Linked DNA regions of Anas platyrhynchos: region 1 is linked to region 2. A link is a contact called in public Hi-C data. All regions are on one chromosome and are shown on one strand. The core of a region is the stretch at or near the end of the contact, and the rest is flanking DNA. Distances in the headings are between cores, read along the strand shown.

Evidence for each region. A called contact is a pair of places that touch in the nucleus more often than the background predicts.
Region 1: a contact with region 2 is called in a Hi-C map of subcutaneous adipose tissue, with 2.3 times the contacts expected there. The contact joins the enhancer-like site here to the promoter of PDGFRA in region 2. A contact is called at or near these places in 5 of 8 Hi-C or Micro-C datasets (F1 follicle, liver, skeletal muscle and 1 more).

The regions. Positions count from the first base shown.
Region 1 is chr4:52,284,268-52,290,682 of IASCAAS_PekinDuck_T2T, forward strand. All of the region lies in intron 5 of SCFD2 (sec1 family domain containing 2), which reads left to right. Among named protein-coding and RNA genes, the nearest start is that of RASL11B, 55 kb to the right of the region's middle. Within about 2 kb of position 1,549, at least 3 of the 8 cell types and tissues checked have an H3K27ac peak or open chromatin away from gene starts, as enhancers often do. A contact at or near this core is called in subcutaneous adipose tissue, where this site is marked.
Region 2 is chr4:51,794,588-51,800,567 of IASCAAS_PekinDuck_T2T, forward strand. PDGFRA (platelet derived growth factor receptor alpha) reads right to left here and starts at 3,091. Exons shown (of 23, transcript XM_021267644.4): 1 at 3,031-3,091. The coding sequence starts at 3,075.

The DNA of each region.
Region 1 (6,415 bases), core at 299-2,798, 490 kb after region 2:
CTTGAAAGGGTTCAGACATGTTTATTATAAACTGCGTCCCCATGTTATCCCTTCTGAGCGTGGAGCACTGGCATCGGTTATGCTTTGTGATACAAGCCTGCTCGGGTGGGTGTGATGAGTGTGGAAGGCAGAAAATGGGGTCACCTCTGTGCCTGCGAGCCAGGAGCAGGCAGGATGTGTGAGCCGTGGGCAGGCAGCTTTCTGCTGGGGAAGGGGAGTGGTTAATTTAATTTGGGAGAGGAGGCAGCAGCTAGAAAGCAAGTGGTTCCATATACTATCTCTGTTGTTATTGCCAGTTCAACTTAATTCAATTCTGATAATGTCGACAGATCTCTCTGTACAACATCTTTGGGCCGTATGGAGCTAGTCTGGCAGCTCCCCCAACCCAAATGGGTGTCTGGCACTATCCATCATATTGCTCATGAGGCTCAGACAGTGTTTTATCCAGAGTCCTGTAGCAGCCTCGGCACATATACACTACCCAAAAGGAGATCTTGCAAATCTGTAGTGGTCCCATTTGTTACCACCATTGCTCCATGCTGGCCTTCAGCTGTGTCACTGTGCAGAATTTGGGCCCACGCAGGGCACTTCCCAACAATTTGAGACATGTCAACATCATAGAGAATAGCATTACATGTCTTCAGTGCAGCTGCTCCTGATTTTCTGTGTTCATGTTAAGGGGAGAATAAAATATGGCTGTAGAAAAGCACTGCTGAGATTGTCCACTCCCTTGCTCATCTCCATCAGCAAATAGATCATTCACCGAGGGAAGGGGAGAGTCTCAGTTCTGCTCTCCTGGCCGACAGCTTCAAATCTAGACAAAAGATTGATCAATCTTCTGGGCAAATGAAAGACTGTATGATTTAAAGACAGACTTGCCTGTTGGGAGGTATATTTAAATGTGTCAGACTGAGACTAAGCTGCCTTTTTTTTATTATTTTAGCCTTTTTTAAAGGTTTTACATTCTTCCAAAATACCTTTTTCTGATGCACTCACTGTGTACCAAGTCTATTTTTAATAGACATACTCCACCTATATCACTCTGTTGTCTTCATACATGATCCAGAAATGTTCGTATGACTAATTTTGGACATTGTATTGATTTCCATGACAACTGACTGTAATGTGGTAAACAAAAGATTAATTGTTTTGTTGTGGGATCAAGCAGATGAGGACTTTAGATCACAAGAAGAAAAAGTGAACCTCCTGTGCAAAATATACAGCAATTCCAAAGGGAATATAGCAAAGGAATAGCTAAATATGTTTTTCTTTAACTAAACCTTCTAATTTGTCCAGCTTGTTCCAGTGTGAAAGTCGCTTTCTGAGAGAAGATAAACAAGAATATCAGTTAATTCCTTGTGCAAGGCTAAAAAGCTTATCTCATGCAGTGGTCAAGCTTCTCAACTTCAACTGGCCAAACATCTGCAGTCAGACAAAGGCAGCTGTCCTTCATGACGTTAGATAAACCCACACGTCTTGTGCTGGGCCCGTAGCAAAAGCCAGCAAGAGTGAAAAAGCTGGCAAATACCTCCCAAAATATCATCGTGCTTCTATTTCTTAGCACACAGTGCCTTCTTGTGGGCAAAAGGCATCACTGCTAGATGGAAGCTGTAGCACAGCTGATGTTTCCCCTTCCCTTTGTACTTCAGGCAACTTGGGGAGGAAACCCAAGGAATGTGGGACATGAGTTTGGGTCACAACTTGCAAACGCATGTGGAGGCATCGAGCTTGTCACACATCACAGCTTCCCGTAATGAAAGCACTCTTTAGAAGCCTCCAGAAATGAGATGAACATCAGGTTTGGCTTTCACAGCACTAAGAAACGTTCTTCCATTTGGTTTAGTTTTGTTTAAGAATTAAGACTCGGTCTTGCTCAGGGATGGATGCAGCAACCCCCTGTCAGGCAAAGACACACACGTGTGCACAGACGTGTGCCGGGCTAGGCGGGTGGGACAGAAAAACACCTTCTGTCGGAGGGTATTTACAGGCTTTTCTCCTCACAGCCAGATGGACACAACCGTGGCCATCTCGGTTACTCGCACCGATGCCTCCAAGTGCCATGGGGAAGCAGCTGGCTGCGGGATGAGGCCTGCGTCGCCCTGAGGGGACGCGCGGGGCCTGAGGAGCAGGGAAGGGGTGAATCCCCAGTGCCCCCGTCTCATCGTCGCGTTCTTCTCGTAGCGTGTTTGTCGTAAATGCTGGACGCTTCCTCTTCAGCAGATCCTGAATGTTTGCAGGACTCAACTGCAAATGTGTTTATTGCCGAGATGAGGCTCGTGTATGAAGTCGGTTCCTGACTTTGCAGCTTCTTTCGTGCAGCCAGGATCAGGCCAAGTGTGGTGGAGTGCAGTCTCGTGAAGGCCTCTTCCTGTCATAAATAAGATTACTTTCATTTCACTTGTGGAGTGTGTTATTCCTCAGAGTAATGAATTTCCTCTGTGCCTTTGAGCACATAAACATGGTTTTCATTAGGTTTCTATTAAAAAAAAAAAAAAAAAAAAGAGGCTGAGTAAAATTAATAAGAAGGCTATTAACTCCATAAATGCAGATGCGTTTTTACTGTATAACCGTGTTGGAAGTAAACAGCTTCTTCTCCGACAACTGCAAAGACTGCAAATTGCATAAAATGAAATAGTTCTGCAGAACTGGGTTCTGCTTCCAGAGAAAAGGAGGTGGAAAAGATGACTGTTCAGAAACTAGTTTTTTAGGAGGAAAAATAGACTCAGATTAAATGTAGACAGACAAATAGCCTCAGGCATTTTACTTAATATGTAACGTGTGTGATAATAATAGTTTTGAGACATATATTTAGAACTAGAATTACAGCTAGGAGTTGGAGTATTGCTCTTTTTTCTTCCCTCACCAGATACGTCCCTGCAGTTTGCAGAATAAGGAATAGCAACATTTGCAAATATTACACTGATAGACCCTGTAACTCATAAAATTTTCATGTACAGTTTGTATTTGTGGCTTGAGATCTCTGTCAAGTGGTGAATCACTACAGCATCATTGCGGTTTTCTTTTTTTTTTCATAGTTACCAGCATTTTAAACATGGAAACAAAAATCACCGTGCATACAAAGTAAGGCATTTTCAGAAGCTCAGACCCTCGAACTGCTGCTGTGTCTTTCCACTCTCCCAGTCAAATAGGCAGTAAAAGGAAAAAAATCAGTAAACTCTGAACACGTGCTCCTTGCACTCCTCTACCTTAATTTTGGTTTGAAGAACTGGAATCACTTTCTTGCTAATCAGATCCTACACAGTAGATGGAACTTTCTCAGAATGAAGTTGCTAGACTTTAGCAAAACCTCAGTGCCAAGAAATGAGCTTGGCAACTAATTAAATTTCGAAACATTGCCAGCCTATTGTGAGTAATTTCATATTATACTGTAGACTGTTTTAAGCCTTGGTTTCCCATAAAATCAAAATTCTTGAAAATTCTTGTACATAGCTTCCAATTTCATTCTGCTTAGGCAAATTTAATGTGAACAACAACAAGGCATCACATGGTAGTCATTATTCATGATGCTAATAAAAAGACAGAGTCTGCCAAGACTTTTTGCTTGAGCATAGAAAAACAAATGTTTCTTTTCCTATATCAAATGGCTGTTTTAAAAATAAATTATCTTCTTTTTCATTTTTCTTCTCAGTATTTATATCTCTGTAATTCAGTAAGGAGAACTGCAATTTACCTGAGAACCCTTTTTAGTCTGATGCCAAACCTTATCATTATTGGTCCTTGTTACAGTGCAACTGTTGCACTACTGTAACCGTAACAGTGCAGATAGTTTTAATTTAAAATGGTAAAGATAAAGTTATTTAACGAGCCAGTCTCAGTTATGGGTGAAAATTGTTGATTGTAACCTCAACAGCAAAGGAAGAGAACTCTGAAATACTGGCACCCATTTCCCTTAGCTGTCAGGCAGGAAATTGTTTGAGGCTTTTGGGGGGGCTGAGGGGAGCAGGAGGAGGTGGTGTGAAGATAGAAAGCACTGCACATTAAAAATTCTGTCTGGCTGTTTAATATTTGTTCAGTAGTGTGCTGTTCCCTAATCAAGCCCCCGTAGGCTGTAAATCATGGCCACTATGTCACTGTTTTGATTGGAAGCAAGAGTTGTACCATGGCAAACCTCTAGGGACAGCAAATTTCTGCAGCTGTGGAAAGCTGGAACTATTTGCTGTTATTACTAAAGGAATCTCTGAATTTTTCTTCTCTTTCTTTTTTTTTTTTTTTAATATAAAGATGTAGTGAAATTCATAAGGTGCACAGAGATTTAGTATGAAGGTTTTATAGCAAGCATGGCCTATAATAATAGTGCTCTGGTAATAGAAACTGAATTGTTCTAATTGTCAAAACAGCAAAAGTGTACAATTATAGCCCCTTTCTCCCCTATTGCTTTGTGCATCTTAGGAAAAAATATATGTAAATGAGCATATATTATTTCTAAATATATAAAATGTCGATCAAGTATTTGGTGCTTCAGTAGCATATCTTCCTTTTGAATAAAAGCGTAGGTTTTACTTCTAGAAACATCCTGGAAATTTGTACGATAAATTTGTTTTCAAGAAGGTGTTTAGAGTTTTTTGGGGGCTTTGACTTCTGAACTATAGCCAGCATAAATGGAGACTGAGGGCCGAAACATTAACTTCTCCAGAAGTGCAAAGTAAATACTTGAGTTGATTTATCTACCATTTATCACAGACAGGTCTAGAGCTAGACGATAGCTTTCCATTAGAATATTCTCTTCAAGATAATCTAAGTGCTTCCCTGCGACCAAATTGAAGGGCTGCAAAGGAAATGCATTTCTGACATATGTAAATCCTCTATCCTATGTGCACGGCCTTCCTACAGGATTGATAGTAGTATTATTCCCAGATGCCCTGATCATATGGTAGGGCTTGATTAATTAAAGTAATAATGTAGTCGTGCTGGGATTTTTCTAACAGTAAATCTGGCACTCTGGTACACCAGTCTGAGAGAGGGGGAAAGCAGAGGAATTTGGATGATAGCATGCGTATTGACACGTGGCTTACACTAGCTCGTAGAGCGGGTATGAATCAAAGTGAAATATGGATGTGGAGAAAATAACTCCTGTTGGACTAGAAGATGGCCTGATCACATTTAGCCGTCTGAGATCATTCTTTGTACTTACTGCAGAGGATGGTGTTGCGGTAGGATGTATCTCAGATTCCTGCTGATGTTTAACAGAGCTCCTCCGCTGCATGAATGTGTATGTCTCTTGGCCACTGCTCTTCTCTCTTCTCTATGGCTTTCCCTGTATTCTTCTTTGCACAGCTTCACCTTTAAAAACGAACTACACTACTTCTACTACTACACTACTTCTGCAAGACTGGCCATAATTAGTACAGGTGGTTTAGAGAAGGGGTCGAGAAGGGCTGGAGGAACAAATCTACCCTTCTTGACTGTACAGGGTCTTGAGCCAGCTCTGTAGGGTTGGCACAGAACTGAGCCGAGCCTCAAGTGTGGGGTCATCTGCACATAGCCTCTCTCAGGGCCTTCTGCAATGACACGCATGTCAGTCCAGCACAGAAACCCCACCTGAGATGTGTTTTATTGTCTGTGGTAACTGCAGGTAGGCAGAATTTGGTGCTGCTCTTTGGGCATTCACTGCCTTTTCCAAATATATCAGAGAGAAGTTTGCACACACTTCCCACTCCCCATCTTTGCAGCAAATGCTGGCGAGATTGATGGCTGTTCCTGTGAATTTCAACCAGGAAAAAGAGGGCTCACACCACCTTGCTGAGAAGTGAGTTGTGAATTAGTTACTACAAAGTTGTTTATGTAGGGTAGCAAAGTGAATATTGGGGAAAAAATATCTTAAATCCATCTCCTGGATGTCCTTGTTGTAGCCTCAGCTATCTCTGTGTAGATAATTATTGTCCCTCTCCATCACTTTTAGAGCCTGGATTGCTTTGTTTTTCTTTACATCCTTCCTTTCCATTCTGGCATCACAGTGAAACAGAGCCAGGTTGGACATGCTGGTGGCATTCCTAAAACACCCCTATGATGTCAAAGTTAAATCCCAAACTTCGTTTGCCATGTAGAAATATATCCCATGGTTCTTTCTTGATTTTGAACTCACTGTTGTGCTTTGCCATTGAGCAGATGAGGTGCTTTACCTCCTGTTCCCTTGGAGTTCGTTGCGAAACGTTATTAAATGCAACCACTCCAGCAGTGCAGCTTATCCTTAATAAGGCCTGCATGCTTTTTCATTATGAAATAATTAAAATAATTTGACTTTGCTTCACTCATTCTTCATGGTCTCATATAGTAGCCCCAATACTAGTTCATGCCCAAAATTCTTCAACAGAGTGTTAGTGGCCCAAATCAGCAAGGATTATTTCAGTCTTATAAGTCACCCTAAGAATATCTAAGAGGAGAAAGCTGATAAAAT
Region 2 (5,980 bases), core at 1,841-4,340:
GGGGGCCGGGGCAGCGGCCCCCGCAGCCCGTCGGGACGTGGGCAAGCCCCCGGGGGCGGCTGCTGCTGCCTCGCTGGATCCGCCGCTGCTCGCACAGAAAAAAGCTGTCCAAGTCCTGTTCTCTGGAACGGCTCCTGGGCCGCTGGGTCCCCGTCCAAAAATGTTGAGCAATGCCGCAGCCAGCCAAAAAGCCATTTCCTACTTGCTCCTAGGACTTTTCCAGGGGACTCCAGCCTGGCAGAGGCTGGCGAGTTTGCAGCCTCCGCTCTTGACCAAATCCAAACGGTGGCCGCGAAGACTTCAGCCCCCACCTCCGGGGGGCGAGGCGGCGGGCTCCAGCCGTCCGGCGGGGCGGGCGGCGCTCCCGGTGCGAGAAGGGGGCTGTAAGCTGGAGAGGCTCCAGGTACCAGTCCTGCCCGAGTTCAAGCATCTTCTCTTTCCGCTGAGACGTGGAAATAAAGCAAAAGAGCGGGGAGGGGGGGGGCGCGCAGGGATGGAGATGGGGTCGCCCGCGCAAAGCGGGGGTCGTGCGTGTCCCGCCTGGGCTCCCGGGGGGGGTGATAAGGTGGGGAAGGGGACCTGAAAAAGGGAAGGTGGCGAAAAACAAAGGGTGGGGGAAGGGAGCGGAGAGCGGCGGGGTGAAAGAAGCGAGGGCAGAAGGTGGGGATGCGAGAAGAGGGGGAGCCGCCGGGTGCCACCCTGCCCTGCTTCCCATCCTCGCTGCGCGTCCCCCCTGCGCCCTCCGGGCGGGCACCGGCGCTGCCCTCGGAGCCCCGGCGGGGCAGGAATGCGGCCCGGTGGCCCCCGCGGTCCCAATGTGTTTGTCATTAGCGCTGCCCGAGCTGCTCCCCGCCGCCGCCGCCGCCGCCGCCGCGCCCCGACGGCCCGCGGAGAGCCCGGTCCCAGCTCCCCGCCGCCCCCGGGGGCCGCCAGCCCCCGGCACCCCCGCGGGAAGGCGCCCCCGGAGCGGCTCAGCCGAGGAAAAAAAAAAAAAAAAAAAGAAAGAAAAAGAAAAGAAATACCAACAAATGGATAAAGGGAGGGAAAAATTAAAAAAAAAAATGGGAAAAGAAAAAAATTGTGAAAAATGGGAAATAGAAACGGGGGAAAAGGAAGGAAAAAAAACGGGGAAAGTGCCCCTCACCTCTTACCTTCTCCTCTCCAATCCGCAGCTATAGTCCCGCAGATCGTAAAATATCCAAAATATGTCCACGTCTTTTGTGACTTTCCCCGCTCAGCCGCGCTCCTTCCCTCCCGCTCGCCCTCCCTCCAGCCCCGACTGCAGCGGGCTCACAACCCGCGCCCCGTAATTGATTCAATGTTATAGTCCATCCTTCCAAAACTAATCATTTGCTTTAAGTAAATAGCTGTCAGGAAATGAAGCCCCCCTCCGGCCCCTTCGCAATAAGAGCCGCCCTGGCTCGCCCGGCGCCCCCAGCCCCGCGGCCGGAGGCGGGCGCAGGAGGGAGGCTCTTACGGAGGCAGGGGGGCCAGTCTCAGCCTCCAGATTTCGGCAGCCTCGCAGGGGAGGGGGAGGCTGGCCATATGGCAGGGGGGGAGGAAAAGGGGGGAATCGGAGAGTTTTGCACTGCGGGGGGAAGGAAAAAAAAATATAAAGGGAAAAAAAAAAAAAAACTTTGGTGAAAAGTCAGAGGGCTCCCAATTTCGTGAATGAGCCTCCTCCCTCAGCCCCTCCAGGACGGTGGGTCACGGTGTGGGGTTACGGACGGGGAGATGGAGCTGGAAACGAATTGGCGGCTTCCTCGTGTCCTTTGTGCGCTCCTGAGCGCGGGCAGGGGACGCAGAGCAGCACGGAGGGCTGCGAGGCAGCCAGAAGCAGGAGGCAGCGGGCGAGAGGGGCAGAGCCGCACCGCTCGGCTTTATGAATGAAAGCCACAACGAAAGGCAGCCGTCGCCGGGAGCCGGCCGCCCCAAACCCTGCTGCTGTGCCGGGACCGGGGAAGCTCTTCTCATCCTCTGTGCCCTCGGCACGGCCCGTCTGAGCTCGCCCGGAGCCCCGACGGCTTTAGCCGGGGACCTCCGCCTCGCCGTGGCGCCCAGCGGTGGCCGGGGAGGTGGCGGGGGCTGCCCCCGTCGCCTCGCTGCGGGGTCCCGGAGCCGAGCCCGGCGAGCGGGGCGATGCTGCGGCCGCGGGAGAGGGGGCAGTGCAGCCCCAGGAACCGAGCGGGGACGGAGGCCCCTGCCTCCCGGGAGGGCTCCGGCCTCGGAGCCGAGCCCCCGGGCTTCTCCCCGCTTCCTCCCTTCCCGCTCTGGCCCGCCTCCCTCTTTTTATTTTTTTTTTTCTCGTCTTTATTATTATTTTTTTCCGTTTAGCGCCAAACAAAAGTTTTGTCCTCAAAGTCAAGCAGGATGCGGTGGTTTTTTCTCCCTCCCCAAACCAAGGAGAGCTAAGCCTCCGGAGCGAAGATGCCCCGAAGGGAGTGGGGGCAGGCAGGAGAAGAACAGCGTGCTCAGGCTGAGGGCCCTGTGGCGAGGCTCGCAGGGTCCCCAGCCTTTTTGCACGCTCTCCTCTAGTGCATCCTCAGCTCGGGTGAGTGCACAACCCCGCTATTGCTTCCACATGTTCCTGCAGGAAACCAGTGGAGTCAGATCCCTGGTCGGAATGCTAACAGGATACCGTAATGCTTGTGAATAAACAACAGGCTGCGAGTGAGTCAAAAGCACAATGAGGAAAAAAATAATAATAATAAAAAAAAAAATGACTACACCCGGGTGTTCTCCACCTGGGGGGCGAGCACAGGCAGCAGCCCGGCCCCCCCGAGGTTGTGCAGGACGAGCCCCGACGGGGCGGGAGGGCTCCGGGCAGGGTTCAGCTCCGCGAAGATGTGCGGGAGCCGAAAATGCGTGAGCTTGAGGCCGTGCAGGGCTCGGGCTGGCACCCAGGAGCCTGCTTTGACGGGTTTAAGGATGGAGGTGATGCCTGGCGAGGGACCGCCAGCATCAGCCGTGGCGCCCGCTCAAGGAAAAGAGCAAAAGGAAGGGGAGAAGGCGCTCTCTGTTTGCAATTACCTGCCTCATTTGAATAATGCCTTCGTCGTGATCATTATCGAGCATTCGTTAACGGCTTCCACGTGGGATCTCACAAAAACGAGCACAGAATAAAACCAAATCACGGAGTCGGGACGGGCAAAAAGCTGCGGGCGGGGACCCCGGCGGCTCCTGCGGGGCCGGGCCGGGGGCAGCGGGGCCGCTTTCCCCGACGTGGCTCCCCCTTCCCCGCCCCGACGGCAGGAGACGAGGGGCCCCCTGCCCGCGGGAGGAGCCCGGGAACCTTCTCGGGGCCGGTCCCCCCCTCCCGGTGCCGGCGGTGCCTAGGGGGTGTTTGAAATAACCCCTCCGGGACAGCTCCCGAGCGCTGCCCCCGCCCCGTGTGGCGCAGGGGGGTCCTGTCCAGGGGCTTGGGGTTAGCGAGAGGACAGGCGGGGGGTGGGGGGATTTACACCACGGCAGCCCCCTCCCCTCCCAGCCCCTCTCCCCTCCCCCGAAGTGCTGCAGCATAAGGCATCCTGCATGTTTATGTGGCAACAGATGGAAGCCGCACGTCTTAAACAACCCGGGCTGGAGCCTCTGCCGCCTGTTTACTCTTCCAATCTGCAGCCCCCCAACGCCCTCCAACACCCCCCAACACCCCCGGGGGGGCGGTCGCGGTCCCGGCTCCCTCCCCGGTTCTGTAGCGCCCACAGCCTCCGGGCGGCGGGCACCGACGGGGCGGCTCGCTCCGGCCCCGGGAGCTTGCGGGGGGGGCTGGGAGCTGAGATTTTGGGCTGGGAGGGAAGGCAGGGATGGGGCTGAGAGCCGTCAGCCACGTTTTAGGGATGCCCGGTGCCGGCTGAGCTCTCCCGTAGGCACAGCGCCGCTCAGGAGGACCGCGACACCCCTGGATGCACACCTCTCCGCTCATTAGTATTTTTCTATTTTTCTAAGATTTTAATTTATTTTTTTAATTTATTTTTCTAAATATCCATTCAATGCATAGCTCTCGGGCCCGGCCGTTCCCCGAGCAAAACACCGGCCTAAGCCACAACCCTAGCATCGAGAAGGGCAACGCCGGCCAGGAGCAGAACCCCGACAAACCCCGAGAGAGGGAGAAAACCGAGCGGGTTCTCCTTGCTTATGTCTGTAAATCTGTGCCCCCGTCTGTCGCGGAGGGAGGAGAACACAGCAGCGGGACAGACGGGGACAGACGGGGGGCACAATCGGGCTCCACCGAGCCCAGCCCCGCCGAGGGAGATGCTCGGCCCTTGCAGACGTGTCGCGTTTACAGCCACGGCGGGGATTTTTGGAATTTCCCCTTTTTCCACAACTCCTTCGTTCTGTTTGTCCAACATCGGCTGTCCCCGAGTAGCAGGGATCCCGTGTCGGTGGGCGAGCAGGGAGGCAGACAAAAGAAATGGACGGCTGCTCCCCGCCGCCAGCCTCCCCTCCCCTCCCTTTATTTTCATTCACCCCGGGGTGGTTTAAGGCAGTGCCCCGTGCCCGTCGGGTTCCCTCTGAGGCCTCTGCTGCTTCGACGTCGGATTGTTTTGTTTTCACCGTCACATTTGGCTCTTGACGCTCAAAGATGCCAGAACAAGCGTGGCAGCCTTATTCTTTGCGGTGGATCAAAAAAAAAAAAAAAAAAAAAAAAAAAAAAAAAAAAAGCTTTGTTTTCCCTGCTTTTTTTTTTTTCTTCTTTTTTTGGGGGGATTGGGGCAGCACAAACAGGCTGCTCCGGTCCTAACCCGGTTTAGGGGTGGAGTAATGGGCCGGGAGCGGAGGCTGCGGGGGCAGCGGGCGGGACGCTAGAGGGCACCGCAGCCCGCGGGAGGAGCGGCCGGGCAGCGCCAGCCACCGGGGGCACACGGCTCCCCCCCTGCACCGGAGGAGCGCTCTTTACACAGATTCCCCCCCAAAAAAATAATAATTAGCAGCCGCCCTCCCCGTAAGCCCGCGGGAGAGGGCAGCGCTGGGTGCGCGCCTGTGTCTTGCAGCCGGGGGGGGATGGTTTTCTTTCCTAAATATAACCCGCGAGCCCTAGGAGGAGTTCAGTGGGGCACGGCACACCCCGCAGACGCTTGGTTTCGCTGTTCGCAGTTAAAGGATCGGCTGGGTTTTGGAGATGGGGAAGCGAGGATCCGAGCACTGCATCCCTGCGGGTCCAGCAGCAGCCCCGCGGCGAGCAGAGCTGCGAGAGCAGGTCCTCCCTGCCACAGACGTGGGGTTTTCCCCCCAGAAAATCAAAGGACCTCCTCCTTCTCCAGCCCAGGTTTGATTTCGATCCGTAACTCCTTAGGCCATTATCTTTGCCTTTGTTCTTTCAAACCGCAGCAATTAATGGATTACAGCAGGACACAGACACAGCCAAGCCAGGCGGCTCTGTTTCTCTGCCTAGTTACTGTTGGTGCCAGCTTTACCCCTTCGGGCTGGTGCCCTGAGATCTGCACAGGACAGCTGGCTGGTCCCTGGGCCACCCAGGACACGGAGGTCACCATCCCCCGTGGTGTGGTGAGCACAGCCAGCCCAGGTCCATGCCTATGTCACTCCCCACATATGCACGGGCTGGCCATGTCCACAACACATCACTGCCACGGGCAAGGAAGAGCCAAGGTAGGCTGAGCATCATGAGGTGCCCAGCTCTGGAGGGACCCCACAGGTCTGTCCAGTGACTTGAATCATCCATGCAGCAGACACAGGTTGTCATTTTTCTGCTTCATCCTGTGATAGGTTTTCCTCTGGTGCTTAATGTTTTGACAATACATCCCTTTGGAACAATGTGCTGTAGAATAACTGAAGCTAAGGACAAGTTTTTGGAGATATAATTGACTTTACAAAAGGATCCATCTCTTCTCTGTATGTTTTTTTGCTCTGAAATACCGTGACAAACAAAGCACCGTCCCTCTGTTTTCGTGGCACGGAGAGATCCTGAGCAGGGGTCTCACTCATCCCGCGATTCAACTCGTGTCATCAGTTGCTTTCTTTA